Regions from separate parts of the Gossypium hirsutum genome. Here region 2 is linked to region 1. Evidence: chromatin contacts called from public Hi-C data. All regions are on one chromosome and are shown on one strand. Each heading gives the region's core, a stretch centred on a gene start, on an enhancer-like site or on the middle of the called end of the contact. The rest is flanking DNA. Distances are from core to core; before and after follow the strand shown. Region 1 holds the start of LOC107934669 (putative receptor-like protein kinase At3g47110). Region 2 holds the start of LOC107934687 (ATP-dependent DNA helicase 2 subunit KU70).

What was found. A called contact is a pair of places that touch in the nucleus more often than the background predicts.
Region 2: a Hi-C map of leaf shows a contact between it and region 1, with 1.8 times the contacts expected there. The contact joins the promoter of LOC107934687 here to the promoter of LOC107934669 in region 1. A contact is called at or near these places in 7 of 34 Hi-C or Micro-C datasets (hypocotyl, leaf and petal).

What each region holds. Positions count from the first base shown.
Region 1 is chrD01:5,149,984-5,154,784 of Gossypium_hirsutum_v2.1, forward strand. LOC107934669 (putative receptor-like protein kinase At3g47110) reads left to right here and starts at 2,620. Exons shown (of 3, transcript XM_016867150.2): 1 at 2,620-3,529. The coding sequence starts at 2,620.
Region 2 is chrD01:5,309,870-5,314,670 of Gossypium_hirsutum_v2.1, forward strand. LOC107934687 (ATP-dependent DNA helicase 2 subunit KU70) reads left to right here and starts at 2,703. Exons shown (of 20, transcript XM_041086849.1): 1 at 2,703-2,913; 2 at 3,007-3,084; 3 at 3,311-3,427; 4 at 4,321-4,435; 5 at 4,670-4,775. The coding sequence starts at 2,848.

The DNA.
Region 1 (4,801 bases), core at 1,370-3,869:
GAAATTGATCACCAATTTTTCGCTATGTTACAAATTAACCATTTTGAAAAACAAATCGATAAGGCAATTGGATTTCCAAAATGATATGAATAATAGTTGACATTTTAAAGATTCAATTTTTGTGAAACAAAATGTCAAAACAATTAGTCTTCTAAAACATGACAACAATAATAAAGTATAGATGGCCTAATTGAATGAATGTTTTAATGTTAATTAATTTCAGGGGTGATGACTTTTCTAAATTTAGAAAAAAAATTAGGGTTTTTGTAAGAAAACCCAATAAACTAATGTTTTATCTAACTTGGATCACCAATAACGGTTTTCTTTAAAATTAGTTAGGTGTTAAGGATTTTCGAAGGTCAAATAGTCTATTTAGCCATTTCGATGGCTAATGTAGCCTTCTCAATATGGTCATAACATTTAGTCCGGGTTAGGGAGGTTATAACCTTAGACAAGGGGATCCGCTAAGTCCTTATCTATTCCTGACTTGTGGGGAGGGATGGTCGACATTGATGAGGATGGTGAAAGGGGAGGGGAGAACAAAGGGTGTCAAGGTATGTAGAAGGGATCCTGAGATTACTCATTTGCTTTTTGCAAATGACTGTATTTTGTTCGGTGATGCTGTGAAAAAACGAGCAAATGAGATTAGAAGGATTTTGCAGAAGTATGAAGAATATTCAGGGCAAAGTATCAACTTAGAGAAATCAACACTATTTTTTAGTTCAAATGATTCTGCATATGCAAAGGACTCAGTAGCTCAATTACTAAGGGTGCGTTGTTTGATGGATCCAGAGAAGTCTTTGGGGCTCCTGAATGTTGTAGGGAGGCAAAAATGAAGGACCTTTCAGGGTTTGAAAGATAAGATTGCAGAACAAATAAATAATTGGTGTGTTAAAATACTTCCTTAGGGAGGGAAGGAAGTTTTTATTAAGAGTGTACTGCAATCAATTCCGACTTATGCTATGTTTTGTTTTTTACCACTGAATTCTTTATGTCATGACATGGAACAGGCTATAAGTCGGTTTTGGTGGCAGGAACAAAAAGGAAAGAGGGGGATTCATTGATGCAATTGGAATAAATTGTGTGAACTAAATGAAGATGGGGGAATGAGGTTTAAAAATTTATCCAAGTTTAATTTAGCCCTTGCAAAACAGGGTTGGTGTTTAATGAATTATCATGATTCGTTATTAGCTAGAACTTTAAAAGCTAAATATTTCCCCAATGTCGATTTCATGCAACCAAAGTTAGGTAATTATCATTCTTATACTTGGAGGAGCGTATGGGCGACAAAGCAACTATTATAAGATGGAACGGCTTGGAGAGTGGCAGGATGCTTGGTTCCTTGGGTTGAAGGATAAAAAAAAAATCCAGGAGTTAGTTTGAGATCACAATATAGTTAAGGTGGAAGAGCTGAGTGAATCTAATCTGAGACAATGGAAGGAGGATCTTGTTACCTCTTTGTTTACAAGGGAAGAGGTAGAAACTATCTTGCAAATTCCTCTAGCGAGACGTCCACGAGAGGACAATAGGGTATGGAGTGGGGAGGTAACAAGAGAGTATATTGTGAGGAGTGGTTACAGAAGGCTACTGAAAGAGACCTCTAGTCTAGATGACAATACTAATGAAATTACAAACAAAGCTTTCCTAAAAAACCTATGGCATACAGACTTGCCAAAGAAAATCAAAATTATGGTGGCATGTTGTTAAGCGTATTGATAGGACAAAAAAAAGTATGATGAATTTTTTGGCGCTCCAAATTTATTTAAAAAAAATTCATTTTAGTCTTTTATTTAATTTTCCGTCACTTTTAACCTTTAAACCCGTATTGTTTGTCAAATCATCTAAAATGAATAAAAAAGTTAATGTACCACATTAGCAATTAATTAAATTTTAAAAATAAAAATATTTTTTTATAATTTTATACTTTTTAAATAAATTTAGTATTTTAAAAATAAATTAATAATATTTTCTAAATTTTTAAATTTTTAAAAAATTAATTAATTTCTAATTTGACATCCCGGTGACAATCCACATGTGGCACATTAGCAAAGTTAACAAACGTTGATTTTTTCACAACGTAAGTTTAAGAACTAAAAAATAAATAATAAATAAAAAGTTAAAATATATTTTTTGGTAAAAGTAGAAAGAAAAAAAATTATTCCAAAATAACAAAAATTAAAAATAAAATCTTTCAACCTCATTGAATGTTCTAAGAAATTTGATGGTTTATTTTAATTTTAAGTCAACATCTTTTTTGTTGAAAATTCTTTTAGTCAATAGAAACAACAATTAGTGTTTAGATACGGTTAGTTAAGAGAGTGATTGGGTTGTTTATATTCTTGGAAGTGACTGCTCACTTGTCACTTCCTATCTGATAAAAATTTATCACGTTGTCTAATAATTTCACTAATCTAAAATAATTAAATAAAATTTAGAAAGAAGTTTTTTAAGCAATAATTACATAATCATATTATCACATCCTATAATAAACTCTGTAGTTTCTACCTAAATCACATTCAAAGAATTTGCAATGTTGCAAGAATAAATTACAACATAAATTATCTATCTATTAATCTCAGTTCTGCCTTTGTTGGTAGCTCGATAAACACCCAAAATCAAATGGGGAATACTTTCCTCAACTTAGCTATTCTTATCATCTTCCATTTTTCTATGCCTACTTTCTCTATGAAATTAACCACCATACTTACAGATCAATCAGCTCTTCTAGCATTAAAAGATCATGTTATTCATGATCCTGAAAATGTCTTGACAACTAACTGGTCAACCTCTGCCCCTGTTTGCAATTGGTTTGGTGTAAGTTGTGGATCCAAGCACCGTAGAGTCACAGCTCTAAACCTTACTGGGTTGGGACTCGTAGGCACCCTTCCACCTCACTTGGGAAATTTGTCATTCCTTTCTCTTCTTTATGTCAGAAACAATAGTTTCTATGGCGGATTACCTGTCCAGTTATCCAATTTGCGACGGCTGAAATATTTAAGCTTTGGTAACAACTCCTTCAGTGGAGAAATCCCATCATGGTTGGGATCATTAACTGAACTTCGAACGTTGTTTTTGTACCAAAACAACTTCAAAGGTGTTATGCCATTCTCTTTAGCCTATTTGTCAAAGCTAGAGGTCTTGTATTTGTTTGAAAACCAGGTTTCAGGTTCAATTCCCTCCACCATCTTCAATATCTCTTCGTTGCAAGAAATAGATCTAAGCTACAATATGCTCTCTGGTTCCATACCCTCTGTTCCACGTGATTTGCTTTTGCTAGAAGTCATCGATTTCACCACCAATAATCTCACTGGTCATATCCCAAAAGATATGTTTGATCATCTTCCAAATTTGAAAGGATTGCACTGGAGTCTTAACCTGCTTTCTGGTAGAATTCCTGCCAGTCTATTCAAGTGCAAAGAGTTACAAGTGTTATCTTTAGCGTTTAACCAAATGGAGGGGAGCCTACCAATAGAAATTGGGAATTTTAGCCAGCTTCAAGACATCTATATTGGTCGGAACCACTTTGAAGGTAATACATGCTTGCTAACCGTTTTTTAAAGCTTTTTCAAGTGTTAACTTTTTTTTTAAAAAAGTAGTTTGAGAATGTAAGGATTTTTTTTTTGGAAAGAAATTAAGTTAATGAATATAATAATTTAGATCACTCTTGTATTGAGATTGAAAACATAAATTTATTTATTAATTGAATACATAGTTGAAAAGAAGATTGAAGAATAAACTACCAGAAAATGATGAGAGAAATATTCTTTAATTTCCTACTGGACTTGGAAGTGTGTATGACACCTAATATGATGTGCAATACCTTGCTAATGGAGCTTTATTTACTTTTGGAATAACCATTTATTTAGCCCTTCAACTTTATAAAAAAATCATTTTAGCCCTTTATTTAATTTTCGCTTATTTTAGCCCTTTAACTTGTATTGTTTGTCAATCACCCCCAAAACAAATGATCACGTTAGTAATATTTTTAAAATTTTTAATTTTAAAAAGTTAATAGTTGAAAACTTCGAATATTCAAGGAATATTTGTACATTCTCTTCTAGCTCAAATAGAGGAATTGAGGTTTCATTAATATTTTTATGGATAGGCTAATAAATAAAAAGAAATAAAAGACAATACATCATTGAGATTCTCAATTTTTGAAAAGATTTATTTATTTATTTTATTTTGGACGAGTCGAGACAATAGGATGAACAATAATGGTTCTGTATTGCGAACTTTGTATCGCGCACATCACTTAGATGAACTCTAGAGAGTCACATCGAAGAAATGGAATATGAAAGAGAATACAAAGAAATAAATGAAAGGGATCAAATTTTATTTGTACTGTAGCTGAGATGAGTTTTGGTTATTTCTATCCTTGAACTCCTATTAGAGGTGCTCATGGGTCGGGCGGCCCGGCCCGGCCTGACGGCCCGCCCGAAATATTAGAGGGTTCGGGTAAAAATATAGGCCCGAAATATGGGCTTGGGCAAAAAAATGATGCCCGTTTAAAAAATGGGTCGGGCCTCGGGCAAAAAGATAATAAATATATTTTTTTATTTTTAAAATATTTTAAATATATATTTTTTTTATTTTTTATTTTTAAAATAATTTTTTGGTGTTTTATTAAAAAATAGGCCGGGCCGGGCCGGGTTCGGGCTTAAGATTTTTTTCCCGGGTCGGGCCTGGACAAAATTTTAAGCCCATGTTTTGGGCCAGGCCTAGGAGCCGGGTCAAAATTTTTTGGGCCCGGCCTGAACCCGGCCCATGAGCACCTCTAACTCCTATATACCCAACTTTT
Region 2 (4,801 bases), core at 1,453-3,952, 160 kb after region 1:
ACCGGGCAAACGATGTACCCAAATCCGTAAGACGATCCTTAATTTGATAAGTATTTAAAAATGCAATTGAAGCTAAACGTTGGAATATAAGTTGACATCTGATATTGAGCTCGATTGAGTAAATTCATTGTTTGAGATTGTGGTTGGCAGAAGATGTTGAATTTTATTTGTTTATTAATATTGTTAGTGAAATTTTGGTAAGATTTTATTATGAGCCTATGAACTTACTAAGCTTTCTGTAAGCGTACTTGTGTGTGTTTATTGTTTCTTGTAGATTGACGTATATATATATATGTTCGGAGGATCGGATCTACATCAACGATCACACACTATCCAGATTTACTCCGGTAGATTTTGTTAAACAACTTTTTGATTTATATGGCATGTATAGGGACTTGGTCATTTTGCGTGTATCCTTATGATATGGCTAAGAAGTAGTACGTAAATATTCGATAATGATTAACTATTGAAATGGCTATATAAGAACATGTTTTGGTGTTGTGTATGCCTAAATGATAGTTAATACAAAGAAATTATAAAAGGGTAAAAAAAAATTGCAATGGAACAATTTTTTTTTTGGACAGCAGCATTGATGTGAATTTGAAAAATCACCAAAAATGGTGGAAATTGAATTAGAAGCTGAGTGAGATATGAAATTAAAGCTGAATGAGTCTATTTTAACATGAAAGAAATAGAGTAATAAAAAGAGTTATATATTTTTAGATATTTGAATTTTAGTGAGACAGGGTAAGAATGGTTTTTGATTTCCCCTGTTCTGACTTTAGAAAAACATTAAAAATTTTATAAAAATAATTATGAGTTATAATTTATATGTATAGATTCCTTAGTGAGTCTATTTTCAATAGAAACAAGTGGAATCACCATATGAGGTCTGTACAATGAGATAATTGATTTTTAGTGAATAGAGGTCAAAACCGTCAGACAGTGAAACAAGGGAGACTTTAACGAATAAACTGTACTAATTGGCTAACCCAAAAATTCTGAAAATTTTATGGTAAGAAGATATATGAGTCTAGTTTCAAGGAAAATTTATGGATCTAAATTTAAAGTTTTGTAACTTGAGTTATAATTAAATTAGTGACAGTTATGCAGGTGGACAGTTTTATTGTGAATAGTGAAATAAATTATTTTGATTTGTTTAAGTATTCGAAAATTTTTTAATGTTTCCAGTTTGGACCCGAATAATTTCCGTTGTATGTTTTAGGGTTTCGAGTGCTCTTTTTAGGACATATTGATTGAACGCGAGCAAATTAATTTTAAAAGCAAATTTTTATGCTCCGAACTGGTAAGTTAAGTCAGGTAACGCTTCGTGCCCGACTCCAAAAAAGGTCTCGGCAAAGATCTATCTGCGCAAGAACTGCTTGCATCTTAATCTACTACAACGCAAATATGGTGTTGCGATCCAATAATGGAATTTCATACTTCAAAGACGCCATTACCGTGATCAAGATGAACAACCCGGAAGCTCTGATACTAATTTGTAAAAAATAGAATGTTGGTAATGACAAAATATCGCAAAGAAAAGAGAAATAAAAAAAATAAAGAACACACAAATTTTACGTGGAAACCCTTTCGTGAAAAAACCACGGGCAGAGGAGAAGAAAATTCACAATGTCAAATTCGAATGATTACAAGAGGAGTAGACTATGTCTATTTATAGGCTTGTAAAACCATATTCTAATAGGAGTGTAATAAGATTGAAACACCTTATTCTAATCAATATCAAATAGATGGTGTTTAATAAGGTTTAAAAAACCTTATTCTAAAATAAAATAAAAAAAAGTATAGTTCTATAAGGATTTTAATTTTAATTTATTTTACCACTGTATTTATTGAAATAAGAATTCGAGTCACTTAATTCTAACAAAAATTAATGTTCAAACATTCCATCCAGAAGCTTCTCAATCGATTTCAATTGGAGTTTGTGTTCTATTGTTTTAACCAATAAAATGATTACCTTTTTTAAGAAAAAAGTGCATGTGACCTTAATTTTATTGTTTCAATGCCTAAATTTTAATTTCTTCTTAGTCTTCACAATTACAAATACAATTACAAATAGTGTAACCTAAATAAATTATAATTAGAATCAATAATTATAAAGCACCCTCATAGTAATCAACAATAGATATTCGAAGCAAATTAGAATAGTTTCGGAGAGAGAGAATTCAAACATAGAGAGATTTAGGCCAAAATAAATATGGAAACAATTTTTACATAATTATTTGGATGGGAGTTGAACTTGAAATATTAAAGTTTCAATTTGGATGGGTGATACGGTGTGTTTAACTTATTTTTTATCTCACACTACAATATTATTACAATGTCTAATTACATTGCCATAACTATTTTTACATTAATCGCAGATAAACACATCGCTCATCCAAACCCGATATTATTCCTTCTTAAATTTTAATATTAGTACGAGAATTCAGTTAATTTAAACAAAATTATTTCATTAAGTTTAAAAATATATGAAAATCATAAATTCTAAATTAACAAAAAAAGAAGAAGATAGAATATCAAACAACATGATTTCCTATTATACATAGAAAAAAAGAATCTATAAAGACAAAGCAGGCCAAGCTTAAGCCTCAAAAACTTTGCCAAAACCTGGTTGAAAAATGTATCGGACCCGAAGCTTTATATGGAAAAGGCTCTCAAGCCCATGAACACTTTGATCTCCAATTGTCAGTGTCCTTCCTTTAGCTTGTCCAAGACACCTCCACTCCAAATATCGAAATGTATTTAAAAAATGCGTAGGAACTGGGAAAGTTAGCAGCACTTCAGAAACCGGCAAAAAACCTTTGAAAAATTTCATCTTTAACAATGGATTTGGACCCAGAAGATGTTTTCAAGGACGAAGAAGACGACCCAGATAACGAATTCTTCCAGGTTTCCTCTCTTTCTCTTTATTTTCTTCTATATTCTTCTCCACGGTTAAGAAACGAGAGATGTAGTTGTGTTGTTTTTGTCCAATATTTGCAGCAAAGTGAGAGTTCCAAAGAGTATGTTGTTTACTTGGTCGATGCTTCTCGGAAAATGTTCAGCACGACATGTCCTGGTGTAAGTTTTTATGTATAATCAAAACAGATAAAGAATACCCATTTCCTTTTCTTTACAGTTTTTTTAGTAATTGGTTTTCTTTTTTCTTTCATGGATTAATACCCTAATTAAGCTTTTCTGTAATGGATATGTTTTTTGATTAACATGTTTTTCTTCTTCTTCTTTTTCTATTTGAGATGTACTGACTAGCTGTTGGTTTTTTATTTTTATTTTTAAATATTGACAGAATGACCAAAAGGATGAAACTCATTTCCACACCGCTGTTAGCTGTATTGCTGGATCACTCAAGACTCAAATCATTAGTAGATCGTATGATGAAGTTGCAATTTGCTTCTTTAACACTGTAAGATGCAATTCTAGCCCTTTAGGTTGATATTAATTATTTTATTTACTGTAGTTAGAGCCTCTGGTCCTGGTGTACAAAAAAAAAAAAGAAAAATGGCAGGGGTGGGGCTTTCCACTTAGTCTACTCACAAAATATACTGTTGAACTAGTAGGTGTAACTTTTTAGTTCTAGGGTGGTAAACTCAATTGGGTGAAAATCTTGAATTAGATTAGATTTCTTTGAAATCTCATGGCGATCAGTGAATTGTGGGGAAGTGTTGGAAAATAGGTGTACGAATCCTCAGTAAACAGAAGTGTACATAGCAGTTCCAATGCTACTCTTTGGATCACTTGGCCATCATTCCTACATGACAAGATGCTATCAGGGCTTTTTGGTAACGAGTTGGTTAATCAAAAAGTTTTCAAATAAATAGCATTTTCGTTTGTATATCTCAATTTGGTTTTGCCACAATCACACATGGAATCAAAAGAATAGGTAGGAATGCACATAGAACACCAAGTAGCTGCCTTTGTTGGTCAATGGTTTCCATCAATGTGGGATAACTACTCCTAGTTTGCTATATTTTCTATACCAACGTCAACTAGTAAATTGGGTTTACTAGCAAAATATACCACATCTATTTGCAGGGATTGGACTTATTTTCTATATGTTTATTAAAGGACTTGTCTATGTGCGGAGATTGTACTTATTTTCTGTGTGTTTATTCCGACCAGTTGACATTGGTAAAACTTGGACAAGTTTCCATCAAATAGATGAGTCCTTTAATAAATATACAGAAAATAAATACAATCTTTGCAAATAGAGTTGGTATATTTTGCTATATGCTCTGGAAGTCTGCTGCCCTAAGTGCCTATGATATGTTTTCTTACTATCTTGTGTTCTGTCTGCAGAGGGAAAAGAAGAACTTGCAAGATTTAAATGGTGTTTTTGTTTTTAATGTTGCTGAAAGGGAGCACCTAGACAGGCCTACAGCTAGGCTTATTAAAGAATTTGACTGTATAGAAGGTAATTTATATTCAAATTAATTGCATTATTGGTGATCAATAATGAAGATTTGATTCTAAGCTTTTGACTGCCTGCTTTAACTATAGATTTTTGCTACAATACTATAAACTGATCGCAAAGTACTACTTAAAAGTTCATCATATTTCATTAGATTCACTAAATATGATCTTTTATGTTAAAATTTGTAAAAATCTTTTGGGGAACCAATGTACATATTTTTAAGCTATTTTGCAGAATCATTTATGAGAGAAATTGGGAGTCAGTATGGTATTGTTCCCGGGTCTCGGGAGAATTCCCTTTATAATGCCCTCTGGGTTGCTCAAGCTCTTCTTCGTAAAGGGTATGGTTTCCTGTTGCATTTGTGTT